Linked DNA regions of Mus musculus: all the other regions are linked to region 1. Evidence: chromatin contacts called from public Hi-C, HiCAR-type and HiChIP or PLAC-seq data. All regions are on one chromosome and are shown on one strand. The core of a region is the stretch at or near the end of the contact, and the rest is flanking DNA. Distances in the headings are between cores, read along the strand shown.

The links. A called contact is a pair of places that touch in the nucleus more often than the background predicts. HiCAR-type assays count read pairs that join an accessible place to other places. HiChIP or PLAC-seq counts read pairs in DNA pulled down with a chosen protein or histone mark.
Region 2: an H3K27ac HiChIP or PLAC-seq map of large pre-B cells shows a contact between it and region 1, with 7 times the contacts expected there. The contact joins the promoter of Mtcl1 here to the promoter of Fbxl17 in region 1.
Region 3: a HiCAR-type map of astrocytes shows a contact between it and region 1, with 4 times the contacts expected there. The contact joins the promoter of Ndufv2 here to the promoter of Fbxl17 in region 1. A contact is called at or near these places in 3 of 39 promoter capture datasets (the 3T3-L1 cell line, liver and pre-B cells), 1 of 484 Hi-C or Micro-C datasets (muscle stem cells), 1 of 115 datasets of contacts at active chromatin or transcription factors (astrocytes) and 2 of 9 other capture datasets (adipose tissue and liver).
Region 4: a Hi-C map of regulatory T cells shows a contact between it and region 1, with 13 times the contacts expected there. The contact joins the promoter of Ankrd12 here to the promoter of Fbxl17 in region 1. A contact is called at or near these places in 3 of 39 promoter capture datasets (erythroid cells, liver and pre-B cells), 1 of 484 Hi-C or Micro-C datasets (regulatory T cells), 1 of 115 datasets of contacts at active chromatin or transcription factors (astrocytes) and 1 of 9 other capture datasets (adipose tissue).
Region 5: a HiCAR-type map of astrocytes shows a contact between it and region 1, with 4 times the contacts expected there. The contact joins the promoter of Ralbp1 here to the promoter of Fbxl17 in region 1. A contact is called at or near these places in 3 of 39 promoter capture datasets (hippocampal neurons, liver and pre-B cells), 1 of 115 datasets of contacts at active chromatin or transcription factors (astrocytes) and 2 of 9 other capture datasets (adipose tissue and liver).
Region 6: a contact with region 1 is called in a HiCAR-type map of astrocytes, with 8 times the contacts expected there. The contact joins the promoter of Ppp4r1 here to the promoter of Fbxl17 in region 1. A contact is called at or near these places in 4 of 39 promoter capture datasets (hippocampal neurons, liver, pre-B cells and 1 more), 3 of 484 Hi-C or Micro-C datasets (the G1E-ER4 cell line, embryonic stem cells and muscle stem cells), 6 of 115 datasets of contacts at active chromatin or transcription factors (astrocytes, embryonic forebrain, embryonic hindbrain and 3 more) and 2 of 9 other capture datasets (adipose tissue and liver).
Region 7: an H3K4me3 HiChIP or PLAC-seq map of forebrain shows a contact between it and region 1, with 11 times the contacts expected there. The contact joins the promoter of Txndc2 here to the promoter of Fbxl17 in region 1. A contact is called at or near these places in 2 of 39 promoter capture datasets (embryonic stem cells and hippocampal neurons), 1 of 115 datasets of contacts at active chromatin or transcription factors (forebrain) and 1 of 9 other capture datasets (adipose tissue).

The regions. Positions count from the first base shown.
Region 1 is chr17:63,498,813-63,502,197 of GRCm38.p6, reverse strand. Fbxl17 (F-box and leucine-rich repeat protein 17) reads left to right here and starts at 1,618. Exons shown (of 9, transcript NM_015794.1): 1 at 1,618-3,173. The coding sequence starts at 2,181.
Region 2 is chr17:66,447,884-66,451,268 of GRCm38.p6, reverse strand. Mtcl1 (microtubule crosslinking factor 1) reads left to right here and starts at 1,519. Exons shown (of 14, transcript NM_172963.4): 1 at 1,519-2,952. The coding sequence starts at 1,924.
Region 3 is chr17:66,100,010-66,103,394 of GRCm38.p6, reverse strand. Ndufv2 (NADH:ubiquinone oxidoreductase core subunit V2) reads left to right here and starts at 1,836. Exons shown (of 8, transcript NM_028388.3): 1 at 1,836-1,980. The coding sequence starts at 1,930.
Region 4 is chr17:66,075,441-66,078,825 of GRCm38.p6, reverse strand. Ankrd12 (ankyrin repeat domain 12) reads left to right here and starts at 1,780. Exons shown (of 13, transcript NM_001025572.1): 1 at 1,780-1,942. It overlaps Ndufv2 (NADH:ubiquinone oxidoreductase core subunit V2), which reads left to right. Exons shown (of 8, transcript NM_028388.3): 8 at 1-31.
Region 5 is chr17:65,883,242-65,886,626 of GRCm38.p6, reverse strand. It overlaps Ralbp1 (ralA binding protein 1), which reads left to right and starts at 1,704. Exons shown (of 10, transcript NM_001198949.1): 1 at 1,704-1,949.
Region 6 is chr17:65,781,624-65,785,008 of GRCm38.p6, reverse strand. It overlaps Ppp4r1 (protein phosphatase 4, regulatory subunit 1), which reads right to left and starts at 1,654. Exons shown (of 20, transcript NM_001114131.1): 1 at 1,560-1,654; 2 at 1,341-1,385. The coding sequence starts at 1,566.
Region 7 is chr17:65,640,423-65,643,807 of GRCm38.p6, reverse strand. Txndc2 (thioredoxin domain containing 2 (spermatozoa)) reads left to right here and starts at 1,604. Exons shown (of 3, transcript NM_001146002.1): 1 at 1,604-1,831. The coding sequence starts at 1,827. It overlaps Gm35477 (a long non-coding RNA gene), which reads right to left and starts at 1,498. Exons shown (of 5, transcript XR_003952220.1): 1 at 1,429-1,498; 2 at 815-1,344; 3 at 468-580; 4 at 264-356; 5 at 1-87.

The sequences.
Region 1 (3,385 bases), core at 369-2,868:
TTCAACACACATTTATGAGATCCATTCATATTCTATTTTATTTTTAATTCAAGAGTAGTGGTGCACTGAATATTCCAGCTTCCTCATTCTCCCACTGACAGACATCTGGGCTCCTTGAGAGTTTTGCTCTCATCAGTACATTTGCGTTTCCATACAAGTCTTTTTGCAGACAGGACTTTATTTCTCTTGGTGAACACAAGATGTGGGTCTTTATGTGCCAAAGGGTAGACGAATGCTTGACTTACAAGAAACTGACAGGGCTGTACTTTCTGCACAATTTTAGCTTCATTTGCTCTAGAAAAGAGCCAAGCCGAGATGGCCATAACTTGACGATTCACGAATGGAGCTCTGAGAGCCTGGAAGACCCTTTCCTCGATTACAGGCAGAAGAACCATGGGCATGTGGGGGATATCCGTAGGTGAAGGAGTTCAGACAGCACATTTGAGAGTAACAAATATGTGAATATCTGGACAAATCTTTTTCCCATTGGTTTTTGAAATTCTGATATCCTCAACTCTCTCCCCGGTAGCTTTTGAATATACCCAGGGAGTATATTCTTCAGCAGGGAGGGGTGGGGCTTCTTTTAATGAAGAGTAGAAACTGCCAGAAACAAATCACCTCATTTCTTCGCAGCCTTTGTTTCTTTTCTGCCACTCCCCCCACTGACACTTTTTCTAAAGTCCTCTCCACTGCCTGATCCACTGCTTTGGACTCTTAGCATGGTTTCAAAGTTCCCTCCAAAACTTACCCTGAAATTTGCTACTGTTAACAGTATGCATGCAACATTCCTAAGGGGGTCCTTTAAGAGGTGATGAGGACACTAGAGTTCCGCCCTCCAGGAACAAATTGTTACCACAAGAGTAGGTTCCCGATAAAAAATGATAGACAGTTTCCGGCGCTTTTACCCTGCCACTTAGCTGACACTGCATGTTATTCTACTTTCCAAAGCCTCCAGAGCGAGATAAACTTCTTCATAGTTTACTGTTGTATGTAGCATTGTTATAGCAGCAGAAGAGACTAAGACAACTAACTTTCCCTACCTTCTCCCCTGTGAAAGCTGACCTCTCCCCATCCGAGAACCTGTGTCATCACTGTAACTTAAGACTTCTGAAGTCTGATCAACTTGCATGTTTTAGTTCCCCACCTTAGCCACCAAAGTCTGTCCTAAGGGCACCACACTAATATTCACAGAGTGGACAGACTGGATTTCAAGGTGTCAAACAACAGTAACATTGAGCTTGGAGCCTGGAATGTTGGAGTGTTTTTTCCAGCGTGTATACCTGTTTTCAGCGTGATACATGTTTTCAGCCCGCAATTGTGTGCAAAGGCAGCAGTATGCAACAGGTGCCTAGACACAGGAGTAGAATCAGTGTAGTCACCTAGCTAACGGATCCTTACTGGACTGTCACCCATCACCCAAGGGCTCAGGCCTCTCAGGTGGAACTGGTTCTTCCGTTCTCAATTGGCCTCAGTTTCCGAGTCAGGGCGATGGTGGGGTGGGAAGTGAAGGGGAAGAGCCAAGCTGAGCCTGGCCAATGGCAGCTCTTGAACTTACACCTCCAGACGTCAGCGCGGCCGTGGAAACGGATGTCACCCAGCTGGCTCGGAAGCGTCTCCATCCGCTTCGGGAGAGGGGCGTGAGCCCGGAGGCGTCCAGGCCACCTCCGTGTGCAGCCGGAGGGAGTGCGCGGCCCCGTCAGCGCGCAGCCCCGAGGTCCCCGCTTCTCCCCCGGCGGCGCTCCCGCCCCTGGGTGAGACCCGCGCGCCCCCGCGGGCGGCTCCGCCCCCTCCCGGAGCGGGCGGCGCGCTCCCGCGGCGACGGGCCGTGTCGCGGGCTCGCGCGCCGCCGGCCCAGCCGCAGTTAAAATGGTCCGAGTCGGGCCCGCGCTGCCCCCGCCGCGGCGCTGACTGACTGAACCGGCTGGCCTGGCCGGCAGACTCGCTTCCCTCCCTCGCGTCCCCACAGCTCGCGCCCGTCCTCCTCCCGGCTCCCCGGGGGGCAAAGCATGTAGCCCGCGTCGGGCACCCGGGCGGCCCGCAGCTGACGCCCACCCCCGCCGTCGCGTGTGCCGGGTGCGCGGCGCGGGCGACCCAGCCAGCGGCCTGCCCCGCCGCCGGAGCCCGCCCCTCGGGCCTCCCTCTCCCGCCCCGTCCCGGTCGCCCTCCTCGGGGCCTTCTATATGGGCCACCTTCTCTCGAAGGAGCCGCGTAACCGCCCGAGCCAGAAGAGGCCTCGCTGCTGCAGCTGGTGTCGCCGCCGGCGCCCTCTCCTCAGACTGCCCCGCCGGGCTCTGGCCAAGGCGTCCCCGCAGCCCGCGGCGCCCCGGAGCCGGGACTGCTTCTTCCGCGGGCCCTGCATGCTCTGCTTCATCGTGCACAGCCCCGGCGCGCCCGCCTCCGCCGGCCTAGAGGAGGAGCCGCCGCTCTCGCCACCGCCGCCGCCGCCGCGGGACGGGGCCTACGCCGCCGTCTCCTCGCAGCACTTGGCGCGGCGCTACGCGGCCCTGGCCGCCGAGGACTGCGCCGCCGCCGCACGCCGCTTCCTGCTGTCCTCGGCCGCCGCCGCCGCCGCCGCTGCCTCGTCGCCCGCGTCCTGCTGCAAGGAGCTGGGGCTGGCCGCCGCCGCCGCCTGGGAGCAGCAGGGCCGGAGCCTCTTCCTGGCCGGCGTGGGGCCCGTGCGCTTCCTGGGACCGCTGGCCGCCGTGCAGCTCTTCCGGGCACCGCCGGCGCCGCCGCCGCAGGCCGAGCCCGCCACGGCCCTCGAGATGGTTTGCAAGCGGAAAGGGGCCGGGGTCCCCGCCTGCACCCCCTGCAAGCAGCCCCGTTGCGGCTGCGGGGGCTGCGGCGGGGGCGGCGGCGGCGGGGGAGGGCCCGCGGGAGGAGGTGCCTCGCCGCCGCGGCCGCCCGATGCCGGCTGCTGCCAGGCCCCGGAGCAGCCCCCGCCGCCGCTCTGCCCCGCGCCCGCCTCTCCCGCCTCAGAGTGTGCCCCCATCGTGGCCGCCGCCGGGGACACAGTCCGAGCCGGGGGCACCGCCCCCTCGTCTGCCCAGCAGCAGCCCGAGAGCGGCGACGCGGACTGTCAGGAGCCCCCCGAAAACCCCTGCGACTGTCACAGGGAGCCGCCCCCCGAGATCCCAGACATCAACCAACTGCCGCCGTCCATCCTGCTTAAGGTGGGTCTGGGCGAGGAGGCGCAGGGATGCTCACTCCCCCCCCCCCGCCCCCCTAACCCGGCTCCCCCGCCTCCGAGGCTTTCTCTCTCCTCCCCCTGTGTGCAGAGGAGGGGGGGGGGTTCCCTGACAGCCGGGGGACGCCGGAAGGGGAGACTGGGAAGCCAGTGGGGCCTGAGCTTTCAGCCTGGTGTTGAAGTAGGAAAACTTGGAGG
Region 2 (3,385 bases), core at 270-2,769, 2.9 Mb before region 1:
CAAAAGGTACTTATTACGGATTATATAGGGTGTGCCTCACTTTCAGAAGATTTTCACAAAAGTGACTCGCAAAGTCCAGGCCTGTAAGTGCAAATTGTGTCGGAAGGTTTCAATAGGATCTGAGCTCAAGCCCCAACAAGACATTCTATCTTCTGGTTTATAATCAAAAAAAAAAAAAAAAAAAAAAAAGCCATTTCCTGCAGCTTCTGACGGTTCGGGCTACGGAAGGCCATTCTGTCGTTAAGACCACGGACTTTGAGTACAATTTTCCTTTAACATTTCAAGTCTGTACTCTCCTCGTGCTTCGGGATGCAGTCACCCACACCATGCCCTCTGCCCCACCCTGCGGCTCTGGGATCTTTCTCAGCAAATAAGATCAACCAGAATCCTTCACTTTCCACTCCACAGCTTTAGGTCTAAGCCCTGTCCCACTTAACTGTGCTGTGAACTTCAAGACCAGCATCTTTCAGGAAACACACAGGATTTCCCCGCTGGCGTCTTCTTCTTGTTCATCCCTGCTCCCCAAATCCCGAATCTAGATAGAGGACAACTTAGACTTGTCCTCGGGGCGCTTATTGCCCAACATCCAAAGCCTGGGATATAAACCACACGGAACATCTGTCAAAAGCACTTTACAGTGGACGGGTGAGTCCTTCTCTTTGCTCAGTTAATCAGAATACATCTACATTCGGTTTTCTCTGATTCTACAGGTGAGGCGGGAATCGGAGACCCAAAAGGTCAAGTACCTTGCCCACGGAGCGGAACCCTCAGGCTCCTTGGTGCTCTAAGGCAAACGTGTACTGCTGAGACTCCGGTAGACCTAGGTTTGAATCCCCGCTCAGCCCCGGAGTTCAAACAAGCCACTTCACTTCCTCGTGCCCATGTCTCCTTCTGAAAACAGGATTTCGAATTCGGGACTGTCATCATGCGAGTAGAAGCAGTGCCTGGAGCAAGGTCGCCGGAACTATAAATGTGAGCTCCCTTTCAGACCCCGGCTTGACGAGCTGCTTCTCCGATTTCTACAGCGGCTCCTCCCTTTCAGAGCTGCCCAGGCCACTGGGGGTGCCAACTGTGGAGCGCTGTGTCGGTCCTGACGCTGCATCCGGTACCAGGAATCCTTAAAGAAGCTCTGGGGAGAGCGGTGGGCAGCGAAGCGAAGAGGGGAGGCAGGAGTCAGATAGAGGGGGCTGGGTGGAACAGAGAGAAGGCTGGCACCCACCGCAGAGGGGCCCTCTACCCCGCCTGCACCTGAAGTGTCCCCAAGTGGCCGATGCCCGCCCTCTTCCCTCCCTTCACCCCAGCTTCTTCCCTTCCTAGCCGGCTCAGGGTGGTAGCCCCAGTACATCCAAAGGCAAAGAGTGGTCCTCTGCTGCGTGGACGCGTGGGCACTCGGGCTCTGCGTCTCCCGCGTCCCCCGAGCTGCAGCCCCGCCTCCTGCCCGCCCCGCCCCCTCCCCGTCCCGCTAGCAGGAGGCGGGGCGTGCGCGTCGGGCTGGGGACGGAGGGGGACGCGCGTGCAGCAGCTTCTCTCCGCCGGAGCAGCCGAGCAGAAGCCGTGGCTGCCGATCCCCCGCGGACTGGCAGTGGGCGGGGAGCGGAACTCGGGAGCCGGGCGCGCGTCGCCAGACAAGTGTTTTTGTGCGAGGCCGCGGTGGCGGCCACTTCAGCTCTCTGAACGCACGGTGCAGGGGATGCGAGCGGCCGTGGCGGCTGTGCCAGGAGGATCCGAGCGCCGTTGACCTGAGCGAGGGGACACACTCCCCCGGGTCGGCTGAGTGCGGGGGAGGGGACGGCGGGAGCGCAGGGTGCACGCCGGGCGGGGCAGGGGGTCAGTGATGACCGGGCGCGCGGGGAGGCTGCACGCCGCCGCCGCCGCCCGGAGCATCTGCCGCCTGAGCTGCGGATCGCAGCCGCCGCCCGGGCCATGGAGACGCTGAACGGCCCCGCGGGCGGCGGCGCCCCGGACACCAAGCCGCAGCCAGCCGGCCAGCATCACCGCCACCACCACCTGCACCCGCTGGCCGAGAGGAGGCGGCTGCACCGCGCACCCTCGCCCGCCAGACCCTTCCTCAAGGACCTGCACACGCGGCCCGCCACGGCCACCCCCTCTGCGGGCCGTGCCCCGACTCCCGCGGCTCCTCGCTCGCCTAGCCTTGCCGGGAAGGCGCCGCCGTCGCCCGGGCCCCCGGCCGCGCCCGGTCGCCTCTCCCGACGCAGCGGTGTAGTCCCCGGCGCGAAGGACAAGCCGCCGCCGGGCGCCGGAGCCAGGTCGGCGGGCGGCGCTAAGGCCGTCCCGGGGACCAGGAGGGCGGCGCGCGCGGGGCCGGCGGAGCCACTGTCCCGGGTTGGGAGGCCGACTGGGGCCGAGCCACCGCCTGCCGTCGCGAAGGGTCGCAAAACCAAGCGCGGCCCCGGGACGCCTCCAGCTCGCGCCGTCGTGCCCCCGGCTCGCGCCTCCCGGGTCCCCGCCGTGACCCTCTCTGTGACCTCGGTGGCTGGCTGTCGTATCAACCACACGGACAGCAGCTCGGATCTCTCCGACTGCGCCTCCGAACCCTTGTCTGATGAGCAGCGCCTACTCCCCGCCGCCAGCAGCGACGCTGAGTCGGGCACCGGCTCCAGTGACCGGGAACCCATACGCGGAGCACCCACTCCGAGCTCCGGATCCCGCGGGCCGCCGCCGGGCAGCCCCGAGCCCCCTATCCTGCTCGCGGCGCCCCCTGTCGCCAGTGCCTGTCTCGGGGGCCGAAGCAGCCCAGGCGGGGCCTCCACAGGGTCCCCGGGACCCGGTTCTCAGGAGGATGTTGGGGGCCGAGCGCCACCGGAGCGGACGATTCTGGGGACCTCCAAGGAGCCTAGCCTGGGCGAACAGCCCCGGCTCTTGGTGGTGGCTGAGGAAGAGGAGTTGCTGAGGGAGATGGAGGAACTGCGCTCGGAGAACGACTACCTCAAGGTGAGCAGCAGCCGGGGTGGCAGGTGTGTCTCGGAAGCCGACCCGGGATCCCCTGGCTTCCCTGGGGTCATGTGAGCTCGTCTCCTGGGGTCTCACTAATTCTTTACCCTTCTTTGCCCCTAACTGCTACCCAAAGCCGCTAGCTTCTGGTAACCTAACTCCAAACTTGTAGGAGGACCTGTAGGTCTGGTTCCCCCAGTTTTGCTCTTACTGTTTTGCCTGTCTTTGCTGATGCGTTTCGGGTGGCTATACATCGTTTTGGATACATTGACCCCTGCACTGTCACCTGTTGAAGAGGGTGATCTAGATGCCCAGCTGTAGCCCCCTACACGTGCACTTGGGTATGCTATGGTTTCCAGGTTCCAGACTTACCTGCAGGAGGACCTTCGAGTTCAGAAAGAGCTGGGGTCTCTTAGGTCTTTGGAATATAGCA
Region 3 (3,385 bases), core at 587-3,086, 2.6 Mb before region 1:
GGCCGCTCCTTGAACCCGTGTATCTGCCAATGTTCTGACCGTTCCTTGAACCCAGGTGTGTGCCCACTGCTGCACCTCACTGTTTGTGATATTGGTTGCTGGGATAGAGTCGGAAAATCTCCCCAGCAACCACAGCTGGGCCAATCCTGAGTTACTGTACCTTCATTAAACTCTTTCCTTGTTTCCCTCCCATACCCATTTCTTGAGAAATCAATCCTTTTACATTGTTTAGATCTGGAAATCCCCTACTCCCCCACTTCTCCTTTCCCCCCTGAGGGCCTATAAAAACTGGGACCCCCTTTTCCCTTGGGGTCGACTCCTCTACCCCTGCATGGGATATGAGTCGTCCCAAGAGCTCTGGCTTTCCCAGAATAAAGCCTCATGTGGTTTACATCAAGCTTGGTCTCTTGTGAGTTCTTGGGGATCCGCTATTATCCCAAGACTTGAGTGAGGGTCTTTTAGCTTCACCTATAGCGAGTTTGGGACCAGGTTGGGCAACATGAGACTCTGAAAAGGCCAAAGTATTACAGCTGCTAATGATGGTGACAATATGTTTGGGTGCACACAATAAAACAAATCAGTAATGGGACCCGGATTATTTTTTCTTTTTCAGTATCTTTTCATTCCCTCAGAGAAGTACTGAAGCAAATTTATTAGTGGTAAACTAATACTGGAGATAATGCAATAGGAACTAAAGAATTTAGTATCATTGGTTAGAAACACTATTTCTTGAGTCGAATAATAATTTTTTTTTTTTTTTTTTTTGGTTTTTCGGGACAGGGTTCCTCTGTGTAGCCCTGGCTGTCCTGGAACTCACTCTGTAGACCAGGCTGGCCTCGAACTCAGAAATCTGCCTGCCTCTGCCTCCAGAGTGCTGGGATTAAAGGCGTGCACCACCACGCCCGGCTGAGTCTAATAATTTGTAGAATATGATTCACACAGGTTGCAATGGATTATCTTGGGTGGTTTTTTTTGTTGTTTTTTGTTTTTTTAAAAAAACAAACTCATGACGAATAACCTTTCAGAATCTTCATTCTGTTGTCAAAATTACGGAAACTATTCACAACTTTATTATAGCAAAAAGAAAGGGGTGGATAGAGAAGACACACACAAAACGACAGTCAGAAGAAGAGTCAAGAATAAGTTAAAAGCCCAAGGTGGCAGTATGCGCCTGTCTGAAGGTTGAGGATCACTCAAAACCTGTGTAAAATACCGACAGCTGGAAACAGCACGATGCGTACTAAAGCTGCTAGGAGTTTCCTGAGATCAAACAAAAATCAAGAAGACAGTAGGTTCCTCCCTCCACCAGTTTTATCATGGAAAATGTCTAGAGCATACACAAGCACAAAGAATATTTGTTCGTCTACCGCGCAGCATCAACAGTCATCATTTCTACCTCCCACTCACTGGCATCCCGAAGTCAATTCCAGTTTAGCCTGTCGTTTTACAGACTCTAACGCAAAGGCTTGGGAGCCAAGGCACTTGCTGTCCAAGTCCACTAGGTGGCAGCCCTTTAAATACGATCGTATGTAAGAAAAGACTCAACCAAACGAATTTTGAAAGAAATAACTGCAATACCAGAGGAGGTGTTTGACAGAACAAACACAAGATCCCCCAGAAGGTACGCCTCGTCCTCAACAAACACAAGAGCCTCGAGAAGGCGAGCCTCGTCCTCAGGGCGGGGACTCAGCTGGCCCAACCGGGCCGGCCTTTTAGGGACTGGGCTGTTTCGGGCCCGCCCACCGGTCCCAGCAGCCCTCGCGCGCCGCTGCGTCAGGAACGGCGTACCGTTCGGGACGCCCAGGCCAGGGCTCGTGAGCGCGCGCGCGCCGTGCGTCCTGGGCGCGGGGCCGCGCGCGCCGGGCCTCCGGGCTCGTTCGTTCCCAGTCAGCCTAGAGCGGCCGGGGTCGGAGCATCGCGTACCCCGCCATGTTCTCCTTGGCGCTGCGGGCCAGGGCGACCGGCCTCGCTGCTCAGTGGGTAAGAGGCTCGGGGTGAACCCCGGGCACTGTCGCCACAGTCTCCCGCTCTTCGTGCCTCCCTTAGCTTTTAGTCCTCGGAGACCCCTAGGCGCTGGACAGGTCAGCTGGCGGCGGCGGGGACGCCGCGGCCTTCGTCCTCAGTGCCTCCGGGATGCTCCGCAGCTGCGGTGGCGGCGGGTGGCGGGCCGCCCGCACCGGGCCGGGGAAAGTCACCCCTAACTTAGTCAAGGTCAGGAAGGCGATTGTCATTTATCCTGGTGCGGAAGCTAGTGGGGGGCCCTGGCGGCCCGCTGCTTCCAGGATCCTAGCAGCGAAGCTTTGGGCTGCTTGTCTGTCAGGCATAGCGGCTGCGCTGCATCGGATTTAAAAGCATGCTGGAGAAAACGCTGATAGGCTTGGTAAAGGCTTGCCGAGTTCCTTCAGGACTAGATAAAGGTGACCAGCGTTTCATTTACTGAAGTTGTTCATTCATTTTAGGAAATGCTCGGCAGAGAATCGTAGGAATTAACCGTGAGAGAATAGTAGTAGCACGAGTAACCGCACTGACCAAAGAGTCGTAGTTCTATGGCCATTTGAGTGTCAGGTGCATCTCAGATAGGCCAAGGAATTGAACTGAAGTTGAAACACTGAAGCGAAGCTAAAATGCAGATTCCAGGGCCTGCGAGGTAGCTCAGGGTGGAAAGGTGCTGGCCTCCAGGTGTGAGGACTAGTTGTGGTCTGACCTTCACAAGCTGAGCTTGTGTCCGGAGAGTGCATGGGCACACAGAAAGTAATGGCTATTGAAATTAACTACATGGCAACTACAGGGAAGAAAGAAGCCTTATTTGTTTGGTTGGATTTTATTTTCCTAACAGTAAAACAAAAACTAAGTTCTCAACAAAAGACTATATATATATATATATATATATATATAGTGTGTGTGTGTGTGTAAACAAACCATTTGGGGCTTTAGACTTAGGCATCCCAGGTGACCTTTTGTAGTTATGTGACATGACCTAGAGAATTAGTCTTTGTTTCTTTAGCTGTGAAATGGGAATGTTGAGTCTGTCCCTAGTTATTTGAAGCCTTAATGTACTTCTAGGTCCAGGTAACAGTGTGAATTGGATTATAGTACTTTTTTTTTTTCCTTTTGAAATTAGATCTCACCATGCAGCCCTGGCTGGCCTGGAGCCTGCTAAGTGTGGCATGTAGGCCTTGAATGTTTGCTGGTCTTCTTGCCTTGACTCTTGAGTGCTGAGATTACAGGTGTGAGCTTCCATGCCCTGCTGGAGTAGAGTAATGATGGGTGATGTTTGATGGCCCCTTGCTGTGTATTTGATAGGTGAATTTATATCTTATTTTAGAGGGTGGTGCAGTGTTTTCATCACTACAAATTAGAAACAGAATTCCCAATTTTTGTGGGG
Region 4 (3,385 bases), core at 531-3,030, 2.6 Mb before region 1:
CAGAGATTTAGTAAAGATATTCAAACCCACCATACTTGAACTTTAGCTATGTTTTTGTTTTTGTCGTTTGAGGCATGGTTTGGCCATCTTTGGCTATATTTTTAACACTGGAAGCACCTAAGAACTAACTGGTGGAGTTGGTAGGCTGGACAATGTGTTTGTATGAATAAAACATTACCTTCAACTCAAGAAAGGAGGTAATAGTGCCGTGCTTCTGAAAATGCAGAATAGAAATAGTTTTCATTCCTGGAATAATCAGATTGCTTCAGGATTTATCAAAGTCAGTGACCCTACAGGGACCTCATTATAGAGGTAGGCACTCAGGAGGCAGAGGCAGGTGATCTCTTGAGAGTTTGAAGTCAGCCGGTTCTATGTATGGAAGTCCACACCAGACAGAACTAATTAATGAGACTGTCTTTTTTTTTTTTTAAGCTAGATTTGATTTATATTATGTGGATTAGTGTTTTGCCTGTGCTCGTGGTGTGCACCAAATCCAGAAGAGAGCAGTGGACACCCAGGAACTGAAGTTACATAAGGTTTTGAGTGGTCTTGTGGGTGTTGGGAACAACTGAATCTAGGTCTTCAAACAGTGCTTTTAACCCCAGAGCCATCTCTCCAGCTCTGCCTATATAAAAAGACTAACTGGTTGTGAGTGCTTATGATTTAGGGTCTAAGGTAGGTCTTTAAAGTTAAGTTTTCACCAGAAATATAGCTCTCACTATACACCACTGTTGGGTACTTGGTTGGCATGAGCAAGGGCAGAGCTTCAGTCCCCAGTTCACACATACACAGATTTCTCTAGAAGACTGTTCATACTGAAAGTTTTTTATAGCTGAGAACAATGGAAGACAATCTATCCTGATTTTTTTTTTTAATGAAGGTTTATGTCCCTGTCAAGCCCAAAACTCACATCAGAATTTACAGCTTATTATTGATAGGACTGTCTTAAAATCATTAAGATACTAACGGATACTGAAGGAGGCCACAGTTAACGAAGAGGGAGAAGATGGTTTCCTGTGGAGTATGTAACTTCTTAGGGTGGTTAAAGCACAACGGTTGCAGGCTAACCGCTGTAGATTAAAGTATTCAGAAGGAAGTCTGAGGACAAGCTGCTGCGATGGTAAAATTTCCTCACACGCCCTATGAGACTTAGTACCACAGGAACAAATTTGGTGAAATTTCTGCTCAGAAAGGTCACAGGATCGCATGGCTAGAACTGAGCTTACCGATGCGTTCTTTGCAAGCAGTGCTTAGAGCCGTGCTTTGGGAACAGAGTGCGTCTGGCTGGGACATCCCTCGGCCCGCGCCGCACGAAGCGGCTCAGTCACGCAACCCGGACCTGCCCCACAGTGCTGCGGTGCCCTCCCGCCCGCACGACCACCGCTAACAAAACCCTCCCGGTTTCCGGCTGGTTTTGCCGTCCCAACTCAAACCCTGCAAAAATATGTGCGTTTCCTCCGCCGGGCGCCAGCACCCATGCCGCCTTTTGCACATCTCCGGTGGTGGTGACTGCGCGTGAGGAGCTCCCCGGCCGACGGCTCGAGGGCTGCTCCGACTCCCACGCGGCTCCAGGACTTCCGGCCCCCTCCACCCGCTCCGCTTCGCTCCCCAAGAACGCCACCCGCCGCCGCGCGCTCCGCTCCTCCGGGGAGCCCAGGGACGGGCGCGTCGGGGGCGGGGCACGGCGGTCACGCCGCCCGTCCCGTGCCTGCAGGAGTCACGTGTCCGCCCGGGTCACGTGCTCGCGCCGCAGCCAATCGCGGAGAACGCTGTCCAGGAGCAAGGAGGCTGTGGTGAGAGACCGACCAAGACCGGAGATGTTTTTAAGCCTGGCCCCGGCGGCATCAGGGGCTGTTGCAGCGGCGACGGAGACACCGGCAGCGGCGGCCACCCGGAGGTCCTCGTTCAGGGGGTGAACCCTTCTGCGCCCGCTGAGCCTCGGGTCTGTGCGGGCCAGGGGGGCGTGGCGACCAGAGGGGAGGAAGGAGGGCGCGGTTTCGAGTCTGTCCCGGGTACCAGGGAGGAGACCCTCAGCCCGGTGCCCCGTCTCCTCCCCGGAGCCAGGTAGGGGGGTTGCGCCTCTGCCAGCCGCGCCCAGCCGTGTGCTACGCGCCACTCGGCCCAGCCCAGCCCGCGGCGCGGCCGGCCGGACCGTGACAGGCCGTTGGTGGCCGCCCCGCCCGGCATCCTGACGGGTCGCGGCGCAGGTGGGGCCGCCGCTGGGCGACGCTCGGGCGGCGGCTAGCGCGAGCGCCTTGGCCGCCGCTTACCGGAACATGGCGCGGCCGGGAGGGCGCCGCCAGCGCACCGGGACGGACGGCATCGCGGGGGCGCGCCGTGCCGCCGCGCGCTCCCGGTGCCAGCGGCGCTGCGTGCGCGGTTGTCGGAGACTCGGTGCGGGCCGGGGCGTAGGAGGCGCGATGGTCCCGGGAGAGGTGCGTGAAAGCGAAAGAGCTGCGGCTCGCCGGAGCCAGTTCTGTCCTAAATGCCAGTGCGACCTGCCCTTGCCGCGTTGAGCGATCAGGTCTAGTTTGTGCCAGTTCCGATTGGAATGATGTTCAGAGACCCTTAGAGCGTATTGGAATCTTAGATCTGGTTTTTGGAGAGTAAGATGGAGATGACGCATCCTTCAGGATCCACGGCGTTGAATAAAAACGCTGTACAAAGAGGTCACCGAAGCCCAGCTGACAGCTGTTTTAATAATTACAGCGAGAATAGTTGAGGATGGAAATGAACAGTATTGCACTAGTTGAGTACGTCGGAAACATTTGAAGCAGTGTGGTTGTAGGGACTGTAATTTCCGCTGGACACCCCTTGAACTGGGGCGAAGTATGTTGCAAATCCGGCGATCAGTGACGCTCAGGGATTATCGTTAATTCTGTGGTTGAGACGAACCTGCATTCTCAGCCATGTGTTTCTTCTTATTTTAAAATGGCCTGAGTCAATTATAAAGAAAGATGAACTATCCCAGTAAGTCATCTGTTCATTAAAAACATATGCCCAAGTAGGCCTTTAAAAATCTTGCTTACTGATCTTTTTTTCATTTTCTTAAAGCGTTACACAAAGGCTTTCCTGGAGATTAACTCAGAACTGCCAAAATGTGCTCTCTTGATGCCAAATGGTTTAAAAGCAAAAATTAGAATCACCAATGTGACAATGAAGACATTGTTGTAGTTCCCTTTAAAACGTTTCAGTTTGACATTTAATATTTTAATATATTTTGTTTACATGGTGAATGTGGAGGGCAGATGACAACTTCCTAGGAGTTGGGGTTCTCACCTTTCCCTGTGTGGGCTCCAGGCAGGCTCTTAGGCTTGGTGGTTCGAACCTTTATGCGCTGAGCCATCTTGACCTCCTTCAGTTAACCTCCTGAGAGCGCTTTCAT
Region 5 (3,385 bases), core at 455-2,954, 2.4 Mb before region 1:
CAGCAAATAGACCTGCCTACCTTCTGTCCCGGAACACATTGCATTTGTTTGACATTATTAGCTTCATCCTCTCCCTGAGTTCTCTTCTGTTTAGCTTTTCTCTGATAGGAGACAAAAATGGTTCCTCCTTTTGCAGACCTCAAGTACTTCACTGCACCAGAACAGAGAGGAAGCTTCGGTTTAGTGGAAGCCTCGGTCTGTCTCTGTGGGTTATTGGCTCTGGTTGGACATGATGCCTAGTTCTAAAACAGTTACCAGCGGAAATGGTTATGTGGTGTTCCTTAAGGGGGAGGGAAGACTGCTGAGAAACAGCCAATAAATATGCTCTTTATTTGCACCTCCATTAGCACAAATAAATAATAAAAAAAAGTGTGCATAGATTACTCCTGGATTGGCTCACGTAAACGCGGCACTTAAAGGCTCTGCAGAAACTATGGCTCAGAAGGAAGTCAGTCTTCACTCTTGCTTTTCCCTCTCCCTTGCTGTGTCCCCCACTTCTCTGCTTTCAGCCTTATTCACTTCCACGGTGAACGAGTCACGTGATGTTACACGTAAATTACTCAGTTAAAAAAAAAAAAAAAAGCCTCTTTCCCCACCTCATTATCCCATATGTCAATTCCAGGGAAGGCTCCATAAAGCCCCGCTCAGGCAGTGCTTATCCCTTGACCAAATCAGAACTGCCAGCGGGAAGGAGTAATTTAACTGGCGTACTCACAGGCCATCTTCTCATGGAGGCTGTTTTATTGCTACAGGGGTTGTGGAAAGGTCCCTCTAGGACCTCAGTGTTCCACTGGGAGTGACTCTTTTGCACAAGGGGATGGACTTGTCATATTTGAGCAAAGATGGCTTGGGAGTGTAGCACACGATGGATCAGTGAAGAAGCAGACACTAGAAATCTCATCTCTCTTCTGACTGCCAATGTCATAAACCCAGAATAATTCCATGGAGTGCTGTTTATTACAGTATGCACCAGCCAACACGTTTTCCGTCCTTCGTGGGGGACTTCTGGAGGATACGCAGCTGTTTCTATTTGTAAGCTGAACGTGATGCTGTGCGGCTTTAACTCGGGTATGGATTGCTAACTGCGGAGGCAAGTGGGTGGGAGCCAGCAGTTTCCCGCAAGTCAACACACTTCAGGGGTCCTGCGGATTGCCCAGCCCTGGCCCCAGAAGCCTCCTTTCTCCAAACCCCCAGGCAAGAATTCTCCAAAGGAAGATCTCCGCCCAAAGAAGGCCAGCAAGGTGCTCCGCCCAGAGGCGGGGTGGGTCAGCAGCCCAGGCTGGTTTAACTGGTTGGAACCACTTAAAGTACGCAGACGCTGGGGGGAAAAGTGTCACTCTCAGTAGCTGCGGACACCAGGCCAGAGCTTGGGGAGGAACGCGCTTTCTTTCCAGCAGAGCTCCGCAGGGCTCCCACACTGTTTTCACTTGGATTCGCTCCGGTAGGTGTGTGTGTTCCACTCGCTCCCCAGAACACTGCGCAGGCGCCTGCAGAGCCTTAGCGTTTGGCGCATCCTCTCGCGGGTTCCCTGTTCCCCCTTAACGAGTTCCAGCTCGGGAGGCGCGGTGCTTTCTGGGCGTTGTGGTTTATGTCGGAGACAAGGGCCCTACAGCAGCGGGGCGTTGGGTTAACTAGAACTACAACTCCCGGCGTGCCCCACGCGAGGACGCGGGGCGTTTGCCCTAGCCGGCCCTAGCCGTCACGGCCAAGGAGCCGAGGACCCGGGAAGCCGGCTGCGGCGGGAGGAGGGCGTGCGCGTGCGCGCTGGGCCGGCTCGTCCTGTTCTGTCCCAATCATTGTAAACAGGCGAAGGCTGGGCGGGGTGGGAATGGGGCTCCCGCGGCCGGCCCGGGGTGCAGCGCAGGAGGCGGCGGTTGTGGCGGAAGCGTGAGTGCGAGGAGGCGGCGGCGGCTGCAGCGGAGCGGACGGTCGCTCGGCGGCAGGCACTGGTCAGTGGCGGGGAGCGGACGCTCGCGGGGGTCGCAACGCTGCGGCGGTGTCCGTGGGAGCCGTCGGGCGCCCGGCCTCGCGCCCGCGCCTGTCACGCAGCGTGCCGGGCTTGGGATCCCGGGCTCGGAATGGGAGTTGGGGGTGGGGGGCGTGGCCGCCCCGCCTTACGTTGTCCGTGAAAGCTTCACCCCGGAGCTTGCTCCTTTGGGGTGGGTCACGCCGCCTGCCCGACAGGCCTCCTTGGGAGCACCCGGGTGTGTCCTGTGTTGCTCTGGGACCCAGAGGCTAGTTGGGAGTCCAGCTGCTTCCTCGGACCCTTCCAGGCCTCGGGGCATCCCTGCGGGCCACACCTGGCCGGAGCTGCGGCCGGGGACTGGCCTGACGCAAGCCTTCCGGTTTATGGGTCGCATCTGCCTCGCGCATCTGGCTCGCCCACCTGTCTCCGTGTTTGCCGGGTAGAGTCGGGGGAACAGCTCCTGTTGTCGCCCGTGGCAGGCGTTGGGCAAGGGGACGACCCTGTTTGCAGTGGTACTTGTTCCAGGGTTCAGAAGTGTTCTGTCTGATCTGGAGTTAGGAGCTCCATTCTCAACGGCGTTTTCAAGCGTTTTCGTACCAGAGTGTTCTCAGTCGAGGCCAGCTTTCTTTTTCCATCTTTTAAATATGTCGTTGTGAAACAGGTTTGACGAATTACTCCACTTTCCAGTCTCCTGAAGTAGGTAGGGCTGGTTCAAGTTTGGAGATTATTACAAGGATTCTTCCAGAGAGAGCAGCGTGCGTACCCTAAGGTTTTTAGAGATCACAGCTGTTTTCATTAGAGGTCTGTGCTTGTGACAGAAGTGCTATAGTGTGGGCATTGAGCTGTTGCACTGCCCAGCTTTGGTGGTGTTGATGGAACGGGGGTGGGCTAACACTGGTGCTTTGGGGTAGCATTACCTATACTTGGCCGTTATTAACAAAGTACTCAGTGATAAGTTATAAGCCTACTTTTGGTTTAGTGTTCAGACAGCACTTTAAGGAAAGGTCCCATCACTTTCTGTAGTAGGAATTATCTCGATGATTTCAAGGTCCTGGATGTCTTCTTCAAAATGAAGAACTCCTGTTAGTGGTGTTAGCATTTTCAGAGGTCTGCAGTCAGTAGAGTGCTTCTTGTTTTTCAGTGTGTCCCATAGACCCAAGAGAGATAGGTTAGTTTAATAGCAGTTGCTGTTAAGTAAATTTTAAAACGAAGTATCTAGAAGCCAGCTGGTGGTGGCACACACCTTCAGTCCCAGCTCTCTGGAGGCAGAGCTCTGTGAGTTTGAAGTCAGCCTTGTTACAGAGCGGGTTCCAGTATAGCCAGGGCTAAACAGAAATCCTGTCTCAAACAACAAACAAACAAACAATCACAGAGAATCTAGAAACAAGTTACAATAGCTGAATTTGCTGTCTTTTTCAA
Region 6 (3,385 bases), core at 405-2,904, 2.3 Mb before region 1:
TGCTTTTGAGAGAGCAGGCTGAGTGAGCCAGGAGGAACAAACAACTAAGCAGCGCCCTCCATGGCCTCTGCATCAGCTTCCAGTTCCAGATTCCGGCCCTCATGATGAAGATGATGAACTGCAATAAGGAAGAATACGAGCCACAAACCTCTTCTCAAGTTGCCTTTGGCCATGTTGTTACATCATATCAACAGAAGTGCTGACTAAGGCACTTTCTCAAGGCAACACCTCCCATTGCTCAGAACAGGAATTTAAGTGGAGTAAAGAAAATCCTATCAGACAATGCTACTGACTATCTGCATAGCATTTGTAAGAGCAATTTTCGCGAAGGCATCTCTGGATTACCGGAACAGGTATGAAATCACACTCCCCAGTCCAGGCAGGCTCTCTCCCCTCACCAGACAGCTCTTGTATCACAGCAACCAGCTCAACTCTGCATATTTCTTGGTTTCAGATCTCCCATGAACTACACTTAATAACATTTTGTGCACACTTTATTCCTAAAATGCATTTTCCACCAGTCACTCTATCTGCAAACATTAACACGAGTAGAAAGCATTTCTACTTAAGTGTAATTCACAACTTCTTCCCATATAAAGTTAGCTAAGTCATAGTCTTTTCTGTCTCCAACCACCATTATTTTCTGAAGCTTAGAAAAACACAAAACACACTCAAAATGAAAGATATCTTTCTAAATAACTCATTTCCTTCACCACATGGAAACAATGTCCACAAGCTGACTGGGTTTTGTTTTTTGTTTTTTAATGTACAAAAAGAGTCAACTCTTTAAAAACTTTAATATCTCAACGGAAACCTGCAATTTTAGCATTTAAGTACCAGAATGAGCTTTGAACACTCCCAATTTTAAAAAGCTGCTCTCTGAACCTAGTCACTGCATCCTGCCAAGGTCACACCTACTAACCTCCCCGAAAATCGGAAATCAAATGTGTGAGTGAGTGGTGGTGGTGGGGACCCGAAACGGCTCAGAGGTCAAGTACAACACAGGTATGTAACCAGCACACACTAGGGCGAGGGAACCCCCGAGGGCGGGCCGAGCACCGCACGCCGCACAGCCCCCCGAGCCTTGCGGAAACACCTCCCGGCACCCGCCGCCTCCTTCATCGGGGCGAGGGTGCGGAAGACACTCAGGAAAAACACACCCATGTCCCCTCTCCGGCCTCCGCCCCACGGGCTTCTGCTTCCCCAACAGCCGCCCCGCGGCCCGAGCCTGCGGGCGGCGGCCGAGGTCCGACCACGCGGGTGCTCCCCAGCGCGGCGGGGTCCCGAGTCCGCCCGCTCGCCCGCCGCCCTCCGGGGCTGCCAGGCCACCCGCCACTCACGTCCGTCCGCGTCCTCCGGCAGGTCCTCCTGGAGCAGGGAGAGGTCTGCGCCGGGGGAGAGAAGAAAGGCCGGGTCAGCGTCCCGGGCCGGCGCCGCGCCCCAGCCGCCCGCCGCCCGCCCGGCGGCGCCTCCCCGCGCCGGCCTCTCCCGGGCACTGCCGAGCGCGGGGAGCCGCCGCCGTCGCCGCCGCCGCCGCCCGGGGAACTGGGGCCACGTACCCGCCATCTTGTGCTCGCCCCCGCCTCCTCGTCTCCCGGGATCCCGCTCCGCGAGCCGCTCAAGTAGAGAGCCGGTGGGCGCGCGCGGGCCGGCGGGGGCGCGCGCGGGGCGGGCCGAGGCCCGGGCCTGCGGCGGCGGCTCCCGTACGCCCGCCCGCCCGCGCGCCGCCCGCCGCCCGCTGCCCGCCGCCCGCCTCCCGCGCCCGGCCGGCCCGGCCCCGAGGCGCGCTCCCACCCGTGGCTAGAGGCGCCCTGGCGCCGAGCGTGCGGAGCGCGGCACGAGCTGCCCGCCGGGGGACCTGCGGCGTGTGCCCGAGCCGGGCGGGCGGGGTCCCCGCGGCCCGCAGCTCTGTTGGGTCACCGGCCTCGCCCACCGCTGGCCGCCGCCCGCTCCGCCGCGCGCCGCTCGTCGCCCGCGCCCCTCCCAGACCTGCTCGTGCGTCGCCGGCGGTCCGCGGCCGAGCCTCCCGCCTCCGAGTGGAGGAAGCGCCGCCTCCGCCCGCGCGCCCAGGCCTCGCGAGTGACTGAACAAAGCCCAGGCCCCGGGCCGGACGACGGTTTGAATGACAAAAGTTCCGCCGGCCCAGCCGGCCTGCCTTCCCGTGCGGCGCGGCACGTTAAAGCCCCGGCACCGGCTTCCGAGCCCGCGCGCTCCCCTGGCGCCCGCCCGAGCTGACCCTGAGCGGCCCGGGCGCGCGGGCCAGGCCGAGTCCAGTCACTCCGCGGTTCTTAGCCTTGTGACCGCAGGGAGGATCGCCGAGGATACCTGCCCCCTCCGCCTCTCCGGGGAATGGCAGACTGTCAGGAATCCAGCACCGTGCTTGCTACCTCGGGAGTCCGGTCGCCGGGTGCCTGGGATTGGCAGCGCTTTTCTCGAGTGAACTATCACACATCTTACTGGTCCCTTTGTTTGAAGAGAGTTAAACGGTTCTTGTAGGTTCCCCAGGCAAAGTAGGGCAAAATCCAGATTTTTCTGACTCCAGTTCGCCGTCCCATTTCTGTGAGTCTTAGGTCTAAATCCAACATCAGTGAGGTCTCCAGAATGGTCGCCCGTAAAATGAGTCTCATACATGATGCCCGTTTTTGAGTCTGATATGAAAAAAGGAGGATTTTAAAGGTTCAGCTTGTTCCTTTCTGCACCATAGTCCTAATTCAAGGCAACATATTGGCATTTTAAAACACGGGGAATCAGAACAAGTTGTAGGTGGTCTTTGGCTACTTTGTGTGTTCTTTCTTCCACCCCTCTTCTTTCACCCTTTCAACTCCCTAATACTAAAAAAGGGTAGGGGTGGAAGGGGCCATCATTATATATTGGACTACTTCCTGCTGATGAGGGTTGATGAGCTTCTTGGAGCAAGCTTGATCTTCGTAGTCAGGTATATCTAATTTCTTCTTCCTGTTTCTTTACTCACAACTACTTAACAAACAGCAACCAATCTCTCCCGCCCTAGTATTTACATACCCTCTGGAAAGTCTCCGGAATCCCAAATGGCAGAAACTATTTGTAGCTGGCAAATTCACACCCCTGCTAGAGCATGAGGCAACTCACTGTCAGCTTCTGTGGACAATATGAAGCAGCCCCATATCTCACACCTGGGATTAGAACAAAAACAAATTCCCATAAAAATTTTCTGTGTTTTTCAACAAAACCAAATTCTCACTACACTCAGTCATCAGATCCTCTTAAGCACAAGTAATCGCATCTGCTCAGGGAAATGAGTTAGCCACCGTTTCCCCAACATCTCTCCCTGTTGCATATTACTTAACATAAAACACAGATTGTATAATATAAATTGAAATTCTAAGAGATTAAAACAATCAAATAG
Region 7 (3,385 bases), core at 355-2,854, 2.1 Mb before region 1:
CCAGCTTCCTTCTAGCAGGTAGCTCAGTGCTGCTGTCATGGCCCCTCGCGGCTGGGGTGCTAGGTACAGCTTAGATTTTCCATGAACCTGCATGAGAAGGAGGGCACCATTTACATCTGGCTCTACTCTTTCTTTCCAGAAGCCCAGAGGGAAGGAATACAGGAGCCGAATGCCAGTGTTCACCTCTGGATTTGATCTGAGAGGAAATCCAGAGGCCCCCCCCTCTGGGATTGCATCTCTGGCAGAAAGTGCTTGAAGCCCACCTTGGTGGTGGTCGTGGCAGCCTCCTCCCCCAGTCTTCCTGGAGTCTTGGCGGCGGCAGCCCCATGGGTAGGTCTGTTCTGCCATACTGCACACTGTTTGGAGACCAAATAAGATCCTTTCAGGCTATTTCATAACTGCCTAAACCTTCTTGTGCTTAAAATAGCTGGTTATTTGCTTCCTAAGTAAGACACACCCTGACTCACAGAAGGGTTCCTGGGCGACTGGGAGACATGCCTGTGCAGAAGGCAAACACACCACGAGTGGAATGGAAATTCTTCAGCACCATTAGTGTTTCGAGTGTCTTGAAATCCATCAGCTGCGAGAGGAAAAGGAAAACACCAGCAGAGCTCTGCCAAGCTAACACATGACCAAGATCCAGGCAGCAGCCACAGCAGAGGCCGATTTCCTCGCTCTCGCTAAGACAGTTGGATTTAGTGCAGCTTCAAACGCTTTTTTTTTTTTTTTAATGAATCTAAATCTTCCCCTTGAGCCTTTCCTCAATGGGATTAAGAAGGAGCTCAGAGAAGCAGGCATGACAAATTAAACGAACCTGTTAGAATTTCAGCACCCAGGGCTCTCTTTGCTGTAGCGACAGCCTTGTGTTTCAGGTTCCTCCCTCTCCCACGCAGGTGGGTACACAGAGCTCTATGGATTCACTGTGCCAGGCTCTCTGACCTCTTGCTGGTTTCCCTTGTGAAGTGTGGCCTGGCTTTGTTTGGCCCTGGGCTGAGAAGCACAAGCAATCCCTTGATGTACCAGAAGACACTGTCCTCTTTCTAATACAGTGATTCTTGCCTCTGACCATATCCCCTTTCCCAGCAGACAGGCTGCTTTGCCATCTGTAGGCCTCCATGGTCCATTAGTCTAATTGTTCCCAGCCTCACTCGGGTATGCGTAGGACGGACAGATCCTTAGCATTTCCCCTGCAGGCTTGTGTCCCCTACCCCACTGTCTTGGGCCTGCACTCACTTCTCTGCTGGGACAAATCCTGAATAGGCTATGGCATCCATTGTGGATGTGGATCTTCCTGGAGACTCCTCAGTGAGAACATCAGAGCATGACTTTCAGCTTTCAGGTTTCCTGTGGGCACATGAAGCCAACATCTACACTGATGCTTCTAGCTTGAGACCGGATATGTGCCTACCCTCTGGCTTCCCCACTCACAGCGTGGAAGAGAAATTGTCCCTTCCTCTCATCTGGGAAGCCTCATTGACATCACAATGTCATCATCCTTTGCTGCCTTGTAAAGCCCACATCCAAGGAATGAAGCCCCGTGTAACAATATCCCTTCTATGACACCAACAATTGTGAAAGGGTTGAGAAGCACTCAGCCCTAAATGAAACGCCTATATCAACCCTCCTCTACAAGGCTCCTGGGACCATCCTAGAAGAGAGGAGAAGAAGGATGCACGTGATAGGGGAAGGAATGCTGTGAGATGCTGTCTCCTGGCTGTGGCACTCACGGACTCACAGCCGCCACACAAGATCAAACCAGCAAGACCAGCCAGCGTTCCAACCGACAGCGCTAATCGGACTCAGTGGGCTGCAGAAAAGAGACGGACATGGAGTGAGGAGGGAAATGTGTTGAGATTACATGAGGAGGAGGGAAAGGGGAAGTGGGTGGGTATGATCAAGACTGGGGAGGAAGGAACAGAGAATGTATATTCTATTAGGAAAGAAATGCATGGGCTGATACCAGCATCCCTTTTTCCCTTAGTAGAATATGTTTGCTATCCAAGCCCAGATGATTACGTCGCTTCTAGTCAATGTCTCAAAGCTTCTATAGACAACATGGACATGCCACTGTCTAGACAACCTCTTTCATTTTGACTGTTAGTATATAGTGTGGTAAAAGAAACATAGAAATACATCTCTGTTAAGAATGCAGACCTTGGGCTGGAGAGATGGCTCAATGGTTAAGAGCACCTGGCTGCTCTTCTGGAGAACCCAGGTTTGATTCCCAGCACCCACATGACAGCTCGCAACTGTCCGTAACTCCAGTTTTGGGGGATCTGATGCTCTTTTATGGCCTCTTTGGACACCGGGCATGTAAGTGGTGCCTACAGACAGACCTGTAAACAAAAACCCATAAACATAAAATAATTTAAAACTTTGCCTTAAATGCAAAACTTCAATTTTCACATATATTCTTGGGACTGGATGGCTAGGCAGAGTAAATTCGGAAAGCAAGCAAGCGACCTCGAAAAAGATAACAGAACTCTTTCTGAAAGGTGTGTGTGCGCACACATGCGTGCCCAGGAGCATATGTGTGTACCCACACATGAGCATGCTTACTTGCACATGAGTAGTCTGCACTTACAGGAGGAGTGTGTGTGTGTCCATGCGCATGTGCATATGTGTATGTGCGTGTGCATGCACATGTACAAGAGCAAGCATGCGCTTTGTGTTGCTAAAGATGGAACCTAGTGCTAGGCAAGTTATACGATTGAGCTTCACCCCAGCCTGTGGAAAGGTAATTCGGTTGTAGTTATGCCTAGTGAGGTACACATGGCTGATCCAACTGGGACTAGCCACAAGGCAGAAGGTAGGAGGATGGTGACACATGAGGAGGGCTTATGGAGGAGGGAAAAGACAGTCCAGCAGGAGATACATATTTGCTATCATGTGATACTTCTCAGAGGCAATGCTTAGGAGAAAGCTACAGTGAGTACTGTAGTTTGTTCTCAAGTGTTTGTGAGTTGGAAGCTTCTAGTATAGGAATGCTGAGAGGTGACCTAGTGTCTTCGGGGGATCGTCCTTCAGGAGGGACTAAGGAGGTTCTCCAGGGAGCCTAAGTAAGTTGTAAGAAAGTACTAGTTAGTTTCATTTCAACTTGACACTACTGGAGTCATCTCAGAGGGAGATTCCCCAGTTGAAAAACTACATGTGGGAGATTGGGCTGTGGACAAGCCTGTGGGGGCACTTTCTTAATTAGTAATTGATGTAGGAGGCCCCAGCCCACGGTGGGTGATATCACCTCTGGGCTAGTGGTCCTGGGTTCTATGAGAAAGGAGGTTGAGCAAACCATGAGAACAAGCCAGTGAGCAGCACGTCTCCATGGTCTCTGCATCAGCTCCAGCCTCCAGGATGCTACCCAGTTTAAGTCCCTGCCTTGACTTTT